Linked DNA regions of Mus musculus: region 2 is linked to region 1. Evidence: chromatin contacts called from public HiChIP or PLAC-seq data. All regions are on one chromosome and are shown on one strand. Each heading gives the region's core, a stretch centred on a gene start, on an enhancer-like site or on the middle of the called end of the contact. The rest is flanking DNA. Distances are from core to core; before and after follow the strand shown.

Region 1 (6,956 bases), core at 3,997-6,496:
CAGTAGCCTTCTGCCTATCATGTCTTTAGATCCTGCCATTTCTTCCACTGGATGCTCTTCTTTTTCTGGGATCAAACTCCTAGTTTCTTGCTTAGTCTGACATGGTGACTTCCTGACTGACTTCACTTCTTTAATCTCTTGGTGATAAACTTTGGAACCATCTATATTAGTTTGGCTTTTCTGTAAACTCTTGAAACCACTCCTCCTCACTTCACTAATAGACACCCTGCTTTGATAACTTCTGTTTTAGAAATGGTTTGTAAACTGAATTATATAATATTGAACTTTGTAGTCTTTTCGTCCAAGATTTTTCTAAAGACTTAACCAAATTGTTATGTGTGTTAGTCAGTAATTCCTTGTTGTTGCTGACTATGATTCTGCTCAGTTTGTTTAATCTTTCATGCGCTGAAAGGCATCTGGGTTATGTCCAGTTTTGTGTTATTACAAACAATGCTGCTATAAGCATCTGTGTACATGTTTTGCATGAACATAAATCTGTATTGCCCAGACAGACAGTTGCTATTTCATGGAGTACTTCATGTGCTTTGTTTTATAAACCATGAAGCTCTTTCCCAAATCGCTTTTGCAGTCATCCATTCCCAACCAAAGTCTCAGAGGTGTCCTGTTTCCTCACATTGTCACCAGTACATAGTGTTGCTGCTGTTTTTCTTTATTCTTTTTTGATACATAATTTCTAACATTTTATTTTTTAGTTTTAATGTTCACTTTCCTAGAAATATCTATCATTTCTCCATGTCCTTATTTGTCAGATACATGTGTATTAAATATTCATTTGTGAGTTAAAACCTATCTTATTTTTCGTTATGTGTGTGTTGTGTGTGGGGGGAGCAGGTATCTTAGTCAGGGTTTCCATTGCTGGGTAGAGACACCATGACACAGCAAGTCTTATAAAGGAAACATTTCATTTCAGCTGGCTTATAGTTCAGAGGATTACTCCATTATCATCATTCCAGGAAGTGTGGAGGCACAAAGGCAGATATGGTGCTGGAGAAGGAGTGGCGAGTTCTGTATCTGGACCCACAGGCAGCAGGAAGAATGAGCCACTAGGACTCGCTTGAGCTTCTAAAACATCAAAGCCCACCCCAAGTGACACACTTTCTCCAACAAGGCCACACCTATTCCAATAAGGCCATGCCTCTTCATAGTGCTACTCTCTGTGGGGGGCCATATTTATTCAGACTACCACAGGGGGTATGTGCATAGGCCAGAGGCATTGGGTCACTTCTGGAACTGAAGTTGTAGGGAGCAGTGCCCAATGTGAGTGCTGGGAACCAAAACTGGGATCCTCTGTAAGACTGGCAAGTACACTTAACCTCTGAGTAACCTCTAGTTCTCAGCTGTGACTCTTTAAAAATGTATTTCTATCTAAGGATTATTCTTCTGTATGAGAGAGATGCCCATGCATGTGTGTGTCTTGCATGCATGTGTGTATAGGTGTGTGCATGTGTATGCTCTGATGAGTATCTGCCTCATTCCCAGGTAATTTTGAAGGACCATTGTTTTTGTGGTCTGTTCTCTTGCAGTGTTGTGAGTTCCAGGGACTGAATTCGGGTCATCAGGCTTGTATGATGAGCACTTTCAATGGCTGAGTCATCAGGCTGCCATCATTTCTGGCTTTTTACTTTGTTTATCAAGATACATCATTTTTATCCATAAATTAAAAAAGATGTTTTCCAACATAAAAAAAAAATCTTCAAATATACACAAGATAGAACAAACTCTGAAAACCACACATCTATTGTCAGATCTCAACTGCTAACAGTTTTTTTAAATTCTTATTTTGTCTAGAGGTCCCATGGGATGGAATTGTTTTAACGAAAATTACAAACATTTCATTCATGAACACCGAGGTATGAATTGTTAAGGGCCAAAGGTTAAAAAATATAATTAATGTATGTTTTGACAACTTTAAGATTGAATTATTTTCAGTTTTTATTGAGTCTGAGAATTCTCTGTATATTCTAGATACTAACCTTTGAGACTATTTTGTGGTCTGAAAATATTTTCCTAGGTTCGATATTTTCAAATCATAAGTACAGCACATTGTACCAGTCTTCTTCCAGAGAAGTTCTAACTATAAATCCAGCCAATTGCAGATGGGCGTTGCCATTGGAATCCTTCTGTACTTAGTAGAGAAAAAAAAAATTAGAGACAGAGAAGTGAGGTCATAAATCATGGGAGTAGGGTAAATCTTTCCATATCTGGAAATGTTAGTCACCAAGGATCGACATGTGAAACATTTCTTGATAACTGACAGTTTCGAGTTAGAGGTGGCCGCTGTCTTCAGGGAGCGTGGGCTTTCTTGGACGCTCGGGGTATAAGGTGTAGCCCTTGATTCCTTCACATAAAACAAGATAATTCTTCCAGCTTCTCCATGCTTCACTTAGTAACAATGTGTGGTAAGAAGCCTGCTGGGATCTCTGGGAGAAGATTTGCTTTAAAGAAGAACACTTAAGGAAAGGATATTCTTGGGACTGGTGTTTGATGTGCCAGTTGTGCTGAGGGCAAAGTCCAACCTTGAAACGTGGCAAAGGAAAACCTGGAAATCACCGCTAGCTATCTTATTAACAAGCCCGCCTTGTCCTGGACCAGATCTGGAAATGGAAATACCCCACTTTCTGGGCTTCTCTTTTGAGATAACAAACAGATAACTTTAATGTTGATATCTTTTAAAATTAAATTTTCTCTGCAATTAATTCCAAGCGGCTGAAGAAATGTAGTTCCTACAACACCAGCTCAGGGTGAAATGTTGTTGATAAATATTTTTCAACCAAAATTTTAGTTTAAAAATTTCCATTTCAAGCAAATTAATTAGTAAAATGGAATATATACTTAACTCGAAACCAACAATTTTTGAGAAGATTGGAATTATGAAAAATAAGACATTCAAAGTTTGAATATTGGGACTAAGGTTAAGGTTAAAATAAGTGATGCCTAGCTTTGATTCTTTTTTCAGAGCATAAGAGGTGGTCTTATATCTTGAAACCCACAAAGCAAACATCACCTAAGTACATCTGTTGTGAAAATATATATGCAAACAAGAACTTCATTTTTTCCATTGTAGATTATTTCATGGTTCATGGAGAAACCAAATAAAACAATAGCCAAACCACACAACGAATTAGGAAATCAGCATAAGACAGAACCCAGGGCAGCCTGAAACATTTGATTTTAACTAAGTTACAGGTATAGACGAGAGACTCCAGGTGAGAGAAGCTGAACCTTAAAACTGCCAGGAAGTTTTCAGATCACATCCAGAGTTCTTCTGAACTCATGCCAAACACGGGCGCAAGGAAAGGACTGAGGAGCCATGTCCAAGAAGTCATTTGGTTCTCAGTAATGATGGATAGAGTATACATTCCCTCCCTTTGCAAGGCTACTGTGTCTCAACAGGGATGAGTCTCACAACACACACATTCTAAAAATTTACATATTTAAAAGATCTCTACTGGATTTAGAAATGAATGTGTCCTCTTGGCTATAAAAATCATTCTTGGTGTGATCACCTCTGCTTATTATCATCCAGAGAAAATAAATGATCTTAGCTAAAAACTCATGTAGTCATAAGATTAAATTAGGGTTTAAGATACTCAAATATCTCCTGAACATTAGGGAAGTTAATTTAAAATTGTGTGAGACCACTAAAGTCTAAGGAGATGTTCTTGCTCAAAGCCCATGTTGCACCAGCCATAATGCCATTCCTTCATTTAGTCATCTAAATATATTGGTCTGTGAAGTATTGAACCTGTTACCACAGCATCAGGAAAGATCTGATATATATATATATATATATGATATATATATACATATATATATATATATATATATATATATATGCTGCATCTTATTTTCTGGCAAATTTTCCATTTTCCTTTATGTAAAGAGAAACTATTGCTTAACAAATAGATTTTATAATATTAATGCAACTTAGTTAAGTGATTCAGGTATATATATATTATATTAATGGGTTACAGTAATTATACTGAATTAATTGAATAGCAGCTTGGTTTTTTTAGTAACTGCAAAGGGCCAGTGGTATGTCACCCCTTGGTTATGGTTCTTGATATTGGTGGAATTGGTAGAACCCTACTCTGTCTTTCCAGTCTCATATCTACCATGTAACCATACTTTCTGGGCTATTTTATTGGGTTTTTATATCTGCCGTCCTTCTTTATCTGAATCCCTTTCAACCTCCCAACACTAGGCAGGCAAGAAAGAAGATGTGGGGGGCTGGAGAGATGGCTCAGTGGTTAAGAGTGCCGAATGCTCTTCCAAAGGTCCCAAGTTCAAATCCCAGCAACCACATGGTGGCTCACAACCATCCGTAACGAAATCTGATGCCCTCTTCTGGAGTATCTGAGGATGGCTACAGTGTACTTACATTAAATAAATAAATAAATAAATAAATAAATAAATAAATAAATAAATAAATCTTAAAAAAAAAAGAAAGAAAGAAGATGTGAGGGAAAAGAGGCACAGGCCTCTTTAGACTACTTCCTGCTGATTATGGACATTGAGATCCTAGGGGCAAGTGCAATCTTCATGGTTAGGATATCTCCAACCAGCAATCTAGCAACTTGGAAATCCAGCAATCCAGTAATAACAAAAGCAATGAAAGCAACACCAGGACCCATCGGCCCCCGGGATGAAGCAGCTGCCACCAGGCCTCCTGGGCTCTCACATTTATATCCTCTCAAAAGTCCCCAGAATTCTGAATATACCTGGCAAAAATTACACCCTTCCTAGAGTACGATACAAATCATAGTCAGCAGCTGTGGGTAGTCTAAAGCAGTCCCATATCCCACACCTATTCAGGGAGGTGGTTTTTCTATGTAATGATACAAAGGGGAACATTCTAAGAAAAATTGTTCATTAAATTAATTTGAATAAATAAAAAAAACAAAAATATAATCACATAACAACACTGCGTTTTTTAAGAAACCAAAATTCTCACTACACTACCATGTGAATGATTTGATCCACCTTGTTGGACTGGCTGGATCAACATTGTTTACTATCCAATAACTAGCAAAGGAAAAACAACTGTTTTTGTTTGTTTGTTTGTTTGTTTTGTTTTGTTTCTTTGTTTTGGCTGGAAGATCATTCTGTTTGTATTTTCTCTGTATAAAGATTTTAAAATTTAAGAAACTATTAAACAATAATCATTTGTGGCCACAGAAATGTTAGTGTAATCTCTCACACATGAGTAATCTTTAAATGTTTCACTCTGGAAGAGAAAAATCCAGAAGCAGGTCATGGATATTACTGGAAGCCTCATGGGAAACTCCAGAAAACCACCCAGTTCAGCAACGGGCAGCACACACTGTTGAAAACAGCCAAGAGTCAAGGTTTACGTGATCACCCTCTGACTTACCAGCTGAAACCTTCAGGTGAGTAGCTTGTCCTTCTTAGTCATGGTCTCTCATCTGTGAGTTAAAACCATACTCTCTTTAGTGAATTCTTAGTGGCTATTATAATGGCAAAGGAGGAATAGGTTTACAATAAATTTATGATATTTAGATGAAGGCATTTTTTAAGATGATAGTTTAGACTGAGTTTCGTATATTTGGCTATAACCTCTTAACGATATATTTTTTCAAGTATAGATCTAGATAAATGTGGTAGGAAGAAAAATAAAAAGAATATCCTTACACAATAATGTCAGAAAAATGTTTATTTCCTTTAAAATATTCTAGGGAACAATTTAGAGATAGAATGGTGGCCCTATGATGTCCTGGACTGGAAGGGAAGCTTTCCAATGCCTGCAGAGAGCCAGACTTCTATCTCTCTGTTTCCTCTGAGGCTTCCATGGCTACTGTGGCCTGTGTTCTTGCTGCTGTATTCATCTTCCTCACCGGAGAAGGAAGGAGGTAGGTAGAAAGGGCAAAAGGGCTTCTCTCCCCGCTGAGTCACCCTACCACAAAGCACATTTCTGGAAGAAACCAGCAGTGACTTCTGCTTTGGAGTCAGGAATAAATAGTCTGTTAGCTGAGGTTGTCAACAGTTTACTGTGGTCTGTAAAACAAAGCAAGAAAATTTCTTATTCTGTGAAGAAAATAATCAATACGTCTGTAGCCCTGTCAAGACATACATTACCCTGCATCTAACTTCTATGTTTCCTCCTCTTCTGAGCTGAGAAACGGGCTACTAGTTCAATGAGATAGAATCCAGGAAGTAATGGTGAACAGAGGTACATAGGGCATGTGCACTTGGGAATAAAGGACACACTCCCAATTCTTCATATAGATGCTGTAATAACTTGAAAATCAGCTATTAAAAAGAATGAATTTATGAAATTCCTAGGCAAATGGATGGACCTGGAGGGCATCATCCTGAGTGAGGTAACCCAATCACAAAAGAACTCACACAATATGTACTCACTGATAAGTGGATATTAGCCCAGGAACTTAGAATACCCAAGATATAAGATACAATTTGCAAACTACATGAAACTCAAGAAGAACAAAGACCAAAGTGTGGATACTGTGCCCCTTCTTAGAATTGGGAACAAAACACCCATTGAAGGAGTTACAGAGACAAAGTTTAGAGCTGAGATGAAAGGATGGACCATCTAGAAACTGCCATATCCGGGGATCCATCCCATAATCAGCTTCCAAACGCTGACAAAATTGCATACACTAGCAAGATTTTGCTGAAAGGACCCAGATATAGCTGTCTCTTGTGAGACTATGCCGGGGCCTAGCAAACACAGAAGTGGATGCTCACAGTCAGCTGTTGGATGGATCACAGGGCCCCCAATGGAGGAGCTAGAGAAAGTAACCAAGAAGCTTAAGGGATCTGCAACCCTATAGGTGGAACAACAATATGAACTAACCAGTACCCTCCGGAGCTCATGTCTCTAGCTGCATATGTATCAGAAGTTGGCCTTGTCGGCCATCAGTGGAAAGAGAGGCCCATTGGTTGTGCAAACTTTA
Region 2 (6,588 bases), core at 3,401-5,900, 39 kb before region 1:
CCATGATTTGTGGAACTCTGTTTCCAGGCATAACATGGCTGTTGCAATCTTGAAACCAGAACAACTGTGATTATCTGCATGGGACTCTCATACTCTCTTGTACCTATTAATATCTTCTTTTGGAAGGAAAGGAAGATTTATCAGATATGTACCTGTACCTCCTCTCCCTTAGTTACATGTACCTTGCCTCAGTTGCACAAGGTCTTAGGAAGTGCTAAAGTCATAGGAGTGGTGGGAATTTAGGTGGTTGGTGACTCAGTGGTGTATTCCTTCCAAGATTATGTTTTTTATTATTTATTTATTTATTTATTTATTTATTTATTTATTGCTGCTGCTGCCCAAGCCACACTTGCTTCTATAGGGAACCCCAGTAAACTCATTGGTTCACCAAGCTGGACTTAGATGAATATTTTCTGTAATTTGTATTCTCTATTTGGAGTGAAAAGTACTAAATTCTCAAGGAAAAGCGATCCAACACTAGGAGGGTCTCTCATCCAGGACCAAACTCAGGTGAGCATAGCTATAGTGAATGCTGAATGCTGCCATTGGACCTTGTATTCTATGTGTGCATGGCAGTTGATGTGTGGGTTTGTGTGATGTGAAATTTCTTGTCCTGAGTGTTGGGGGAATGCAGTGCCATGATAGTAAGAAACTTACATCTGGCAGCTGTCAGAAAAACCATGTCCCCTGATATGTATATTACAATCAACAAATATGGACACTACATGAATATTTACATTGAAATTAACATCAGGTCTTTGAAGTGGAGAGAGAAAAAAATTTCTTGTTCATGTGTTCACCACCAAAAGAAACCATTTAATATTAATTAGAATAGATGAAATGACATAATTTAGGAAGTTGGAATAGCTAGTGACTCATAAATTTTTATTAGATATTTTCTTTATTTACATTTCAAATGTTATCCCCTTTCCTGGTTTCCCTTTCCAAAACCCCCTATCCCTTCCCCCCTTACCCTGCTCACCAACCCACCCATTCCCACTTCCTGGCCCTGGAAGTCCCCTATATTGGGACATATAACCATCACAGGATCAAGGGCCTCTCCTCCCACTGATGACTGACTACGTATGCAGCTAGAGTCATGAGTCCCACCGTGTGTTTTCTTTGGTTGGTGGTTTAGTCCCAGGGAGCTCTGGGGGTACTGATTAGTTCATATGGTTGTTCCTCCTATGGGGCTGCCAACCCCTTCAGCTCCTTAGGTCCTTTCTCTAGCTCCTTCATTGGGGACCCTGTGCTCTGTCCAATGGATGGCTATGAGCATACACTTATGTATTTGTCAGGCACTGGCAGAGCCTCTCAGTACACAGTGTTATATCAGGCTCCTGTCAGCAAGCTCTCATTGGTATCCCCTATAGTATCTGGTTTTGGTGGTTGTTTATGGGATGGATCCCTAGGTGGGGCAGTCTCTAGATGTTCCTTCCTTCAGTCTCTGCTTCACACTTTGTCTCTGAAACTCCTTCCATGGATATTTTGTTCCCCCTTCTAAGAAGGATTGACTTATCCACCCTTTGGTCTTCCTTCTGAGCTTCTGGGCTAATATCCACTTATCAGTGAGTGCATATCATGTGTGTTCTTTTGTGATTGGGTTACCTCACTCAGGATGATGCCCTCCAGGTCCATCCATTTGCCTAGGAATTTCATAAATTCATTTTTTAAAATAGCTGAGTAGTACTCCATTGTGTAAATGTACCGCATTTTCTGTATCCATTCCTCTGTTGAGGGGCATCTGGGTTCTTTCCAGCTTCTGGTTATTATAAATAAGGCTGCTATGAACATAGTGGAGCATGTGTCCTTATTACATGTTGGAGCATATTCTGGGTATATGCCCAGGAGTAGTATTGCTGGATGCTCTGTAGTACTATGTCCAATTTTCTGAGGAACTCTTACAGCCCTCTACAGTGGAAAAGGACATTTAGTTATGTTCTGAGCTATGAATATTCATTGGAAATTGTTACCAGTGTAGCTAAAGGCCGTGTCTCCAGGTACACTGTTACAAAGATGCTTGATGGTGAGGAATCCTGCTTTATTCTCTGTTATTCCTGCTATCAAGGCTTACTCCTTACAAAATGGAGTGACATAAAACTCTCAATAACTTCAATTTCCAGGAAGAGTCTCAACGTAAAATCCCTTTGTCTCAACTAAGAGATTTATTTTATTTTATTGGATTAAGATGCATTTTTGCTCTTCCTGATAAGAACATAGCTTATAAACGTTATGCAGTTTTATGTAAAGTGAACCTTACAGCAGTGGCATCAGAGTTTTTTTTTTTTTAATCCACATAAACATGTGGATTCATAGTCTTACATGATGTTGATCACAAGAGATAAGGATACCAAAAGCAGCGTAAAAACAACTGGAACAAAGGATCTGATTAGAAATGACAGTTGTTTGGAAGTTTAATTTTGTAGGACAAAGGCTAGCTTTTGAGTGTTTATTTTAGGGTTGAGGAGTTTACATTATAGAGGTATTCACATCTCCATTCCTTTCATTTGGCCATGACACACTTCCTGGATATTTCAAGCCTCTCTGTTTTGCAAGATGACTTTGCATTCTGAAGAGGTTTCCTGCTTGATTTAATTCCATCAACTGATTACCATGGAAACTCCTGGTGTCGTTTCCTCTTCCTGGAAGGAGACATTGACTCTGTTTCAAATAGAAATTTTGGCACAGAAAATAGAATACGTTTCATAAAGTAAACTGTGTATCCACAGGAATGCCTTTCAGAGTGACCTTCTGGGAGGAGAAGAGTCACACACATATCACCACTGAACTACAAAGATAGTGCTATGGTCAGTTAGCAGCATAGTCCACATCAAAACAAAGCCACACCCAAAAGGTTTAATTTCATTAAGGAAGGACTTGACAACAATCCTTTGTTTTATATTAGCTAAATTAACTATAAACAAAACAACCAATTATATAACATCCCTAACATTTTGCAAGAGTCAATCAATTTAAATTTCTCCATAATACAAAGATCCAATCTACATTTTGCCATAGATTTTATGTTTAAAGGGCATTTTCAAGCTTTTATGCATGTGTTGGACATACTGAGCCATTCTATTGGAACCTGCTCTCTGAGACAAGGATCACACTCAGACTTTCTCTGCTCACCTTCAGCTATTTTGACATAGAATGTAGACAGGAATAGTCAGTTATAGTCATGAGAAAGAGTGGCATTTGTGTTTATTATGCTTACTGAAGCCGTGTGTGTGTGTGTGTGTGTGTGTGTGTGTATGCATGTATTATCATTAAATGTCTAAACAAAGATGACAAGCAGATCCTTATATTTATGCATATTGTATATAGACATGTGGCAATCAGAAGTATTGATAGAAAAAATCAGCAAGCATTGAGAGAAAAACCTATAGATTTAGACAACAGCTTCAATAATATTAATTTATATTTTTACAGGACCTTTCTTTCTGAAAGACTTAGATTTTCGGTTAATGTTTGAAAACCATTGAATTATAGTTAAATATTTACACCTAAGCATATAGTTGAGGTCTATTTTCCTAAGACATAAAAAGGGAGTGGAATAAAATTGTGGCTTCTTGCAAGCTTACTGGCAGAAGATGAATAGGTTCCTTTAGATAACTTGAAATTTCACTATGGGGAACTGTTAGTTATGATTCTTTCATTAAGCAGAGACAATTGGAAAACATTATTGTCTTTTCTCATAGTCAAATGTCTATAAGACCTTAAAAAGCTTTATTAAAAATTCATACACATAGCACTTCCTAAAAGGAGTGTGCTTTCAGCAGATCTAGGAATAGCAATAAAATAATTTCATATATCCTGAATATTGAAGTTAAGATATTTCAAAGTGCTGACAATAATTGTAGGGGATCTGTTTTGATCATTGAAAGGAGAGGGGCATGTGATAACTGCAAGTTCACTGTAGCTGTAGCTGTAGCTGCTTTCTCAAAGCTTGCACAAGCTGTTGGAATATCTCCTGATGACAAAGCACTAAAGAGCTCTGGTCTCTACCACGTGCTGCTTATGGTCAGTGTGCCTGACTCCAGGTGCTGGGTGTAACTAAAGCTTCACAGCAGACGCCTTTCAAGTTCAAACACATGCACTGTGCAAATTGCATTCAGACCTATTTCTGGAATCTTTTTTTGTTTGTTTGTTTGTTTGTTTGTTTGTTTTTACCCCAACTCCCACCATCCTGTAAATGAGAGTTTGAATGCATCGTATTGAATGATGCATGGAAGAGTTCTCTGCCTGCAGCTTTTGGTCATAAGACATTTGGAAAAATGATTATGATCTAAACATTGACTAATATGTTTAGCTGAAGAATCTTAACTTTATGACCCCCTTAACCTAAATTATGATTTTCATATTATTTTTGGACCCTTCAATATACTAATACATTTCTCTCTTACCCTCTGTTCCTCGCCCCCATTCCGGTTTCTTTTAACTCTCCTCTACTCCTTTTCTCATCCCTTGACTCTTCAGTTACCCTGTGAGTTTTGAGGAGGTGGGGAGATTTTCCATGACACATTTTTGTCATTTAAACATAAGCCACTGAAGCACAGATTATTGTCTCTCTCTCCCTATAATATACAAACATGACCATGGCTTAATAACCAGACTCATACCAATGCAGTGAGCCTTGTATTAGTCATAGAGGATTTAGCCAAAATGAGTATACTGTGACATGGCAGTTCTGATTCTGGTTGATGTGAGGGCAGAATAGAGCGTAGTTGTCTCAATAGGTCAAAACCCTTCCATCCATGCTGTATTAATAAGATAGTGAGAAATAAAAAAAAATCCATCAGCTGGAGTTAAAAATCTGTATTCATATAATTTCTACTTTAACACATCAGAGATTAGTGTGTTGTGAAAGACCATCTTTTCTATCCTCTCCCTGGTCTTCTCTGTCCTCTATCATGGCTTCCAATCCTTTACTCTTTTCCTTTCTTTGTTTTTCAAACTTTTCCAGCCATGCATCAAATACCTTAATTGTTAACTTAAATATTGGTAGTGCCACTGTTTTTTCACACTTATGTTGAGAATTTTAGAACACATTGAAGCTGAAATTAGCAATGATGCTTCAAGTTTTTTTTTTTTTAAGAAAACTAAAAATCATTTTGTATTTGCTATACAACATGATTTATTTCTGGATGTAACTAGGAGCCCATGGAGTCAATAGCTACTATGCGATGTAAATTTGCAAGCATTTGGGCACCTGAGCATCCATTCCCAGCCACCTTTGCCATACACATCTGTGTAAGAATTAATTACAGTAGAACGGAAGGGCAGATTAGACCTTACTTACTGTTCCTTTGCTGGTGGTGGGATAATAGATGGGACAAGAATGGAAACAAGATCCTTTGGCCTCCTGTGGTAGAAAAACCCATGAGTCAGAGGCTCTGAGTTTTCTCTTACTAATCCCCTTCCCTTTCTCAGCACTGTGAAACTTTTACTTCATCATGTGACAGCCAACAGCCTAGTCTGTCACAGCAAAATTTTTCTCTGCATCTCAATTCTGACCAATATGGCGATGTATACTGCCCATGGTAACTGGGAGGAATTTAAAGCTGCTCAGGTTAAAACAATCCCAATATTTTTATATTCTCTACCTGACACACTGCTTTAGATGTTCCCCCACACAAATCTATATCTGATAGAGAGCAGAGTGTTGGATCCCCTAGAACTGCACTTAGATATGCTGTCAGTTACCCATGTGGGTGTTAGGAATCCAGCCTGTGTCCTCTAGAAGAACAAGTGCGTTTGACAGCTAAGCCAAATCTCCAGCCATTAGGAACCTCTTCTTAGCTGCGAGCTCTCCTCACAGCACCTGTAAACATTAGCACAAGTCATACATGAACCAAATTTAAACTATTAGTGTTAGATTATTTCAATGTCTTATAAGTTTTCTACATAGTTTTATCTGCCTTATAAGCTAATAGACCTTGAAATTAGTTGGTGGGTGATCTAGAAAAAATAACTTGCATGGATGCAAAATCATCCTTTGCTAAATCATTTCCTCTCTTACAACACAACACAAATATTTCTTAATTTAACTGAATTTACATGAATATTAGTCAGGGTTCTCTCTCTCTCCCTTTCTGTCTCTCTCCACACACACATGTATTTTATTTTATGGATATGAGTACTTGCTTTTATATATACATTGCATCATGCATATTTATAGATACACATATTTACACACACACACACACACACACACACACACACACACACACACACACACAGGGATTTATAACCATGGTTTACAGGCTATGGTCCAGCTGCTCAAACAATGGCTGTTTACCAATGGACGATCTAATAACCCAGTAGTTGTTCCATTCTCAAGGCTGGATGCACAACTGGTCTTCAGTATGAGCCAGAGTCTTGAAAAAGTAGGCTCTATTGCCAGTGAAGGAATAGACTTGCCAGTGATAGCAAGAGCAAGCAAGCAAAGACAGCAAGCTTACTTCTTCCATGTCTCATATATAGGTTGCCGCTAGAAAGGCATGGCCCAAATTAATGGTGGATTTTCTCACCTCAAAAGATCTACACTAAGGGTGGGTCTTCCCATTTCAGATGATCTAAACAAGA

The links. HiChIP or PLAC-seq counts read pairs in DNA pulled down with a chosen protein or histone mark.
Region 2: a contact with region 1 is called in a CTCF HiChIP or PLAC-seq map of the NIH/3T3 cell line, with 15 read pairs. The contact joins the enhancer-like site here to the promoter of 9130015A21Rik in region 1. A contact is called at or near these places in 2 of 15 datasets of contacts at CTCF or cohesin (CD8 T cells and the NIH/3T3 cell line), 2 of 484 Hi-C or Micro-C datasets (macrophages and myeloid progenitors) and 2 of 115 datasets of contacts at active chromatin or transcription factors (CD8 T cells and embryonic fibroblasts).

What each region holds. Positions count from the first base shown.
Region 1 is chr12:35,693,408-35,700,363 of GRCm38.p6, reverse strand. 9130015A21Rik (RIKEN cDNA 9130015A21 gene) reads left to right here and starts at 5,246. Exons shown (of 5, transcript NR_045050.1): 1 at 5,246-5,411; 2 at 5,718-5,891.
Region 2 is chr12:35,732,618-35,739,205 of GRCm38.p6, reverse strand. The region is part of intron 1 of Gm40388 (a long non-coding RNA gene); the gene reads left to right. Among named protein-coding and RNA genes, the nearest start is that of Gm40388, 11 kb to the left of the region's middle. Within about 2 kb of position 4,650, at least 45 of the 459 cell types and tissues checked have an H3K27ac peak or open chromatin away from gene starts, as enhancers often do. A contact at or near this core is called in the NIH/3T3 cell line and embryonic fibroblasts, where this site is marked.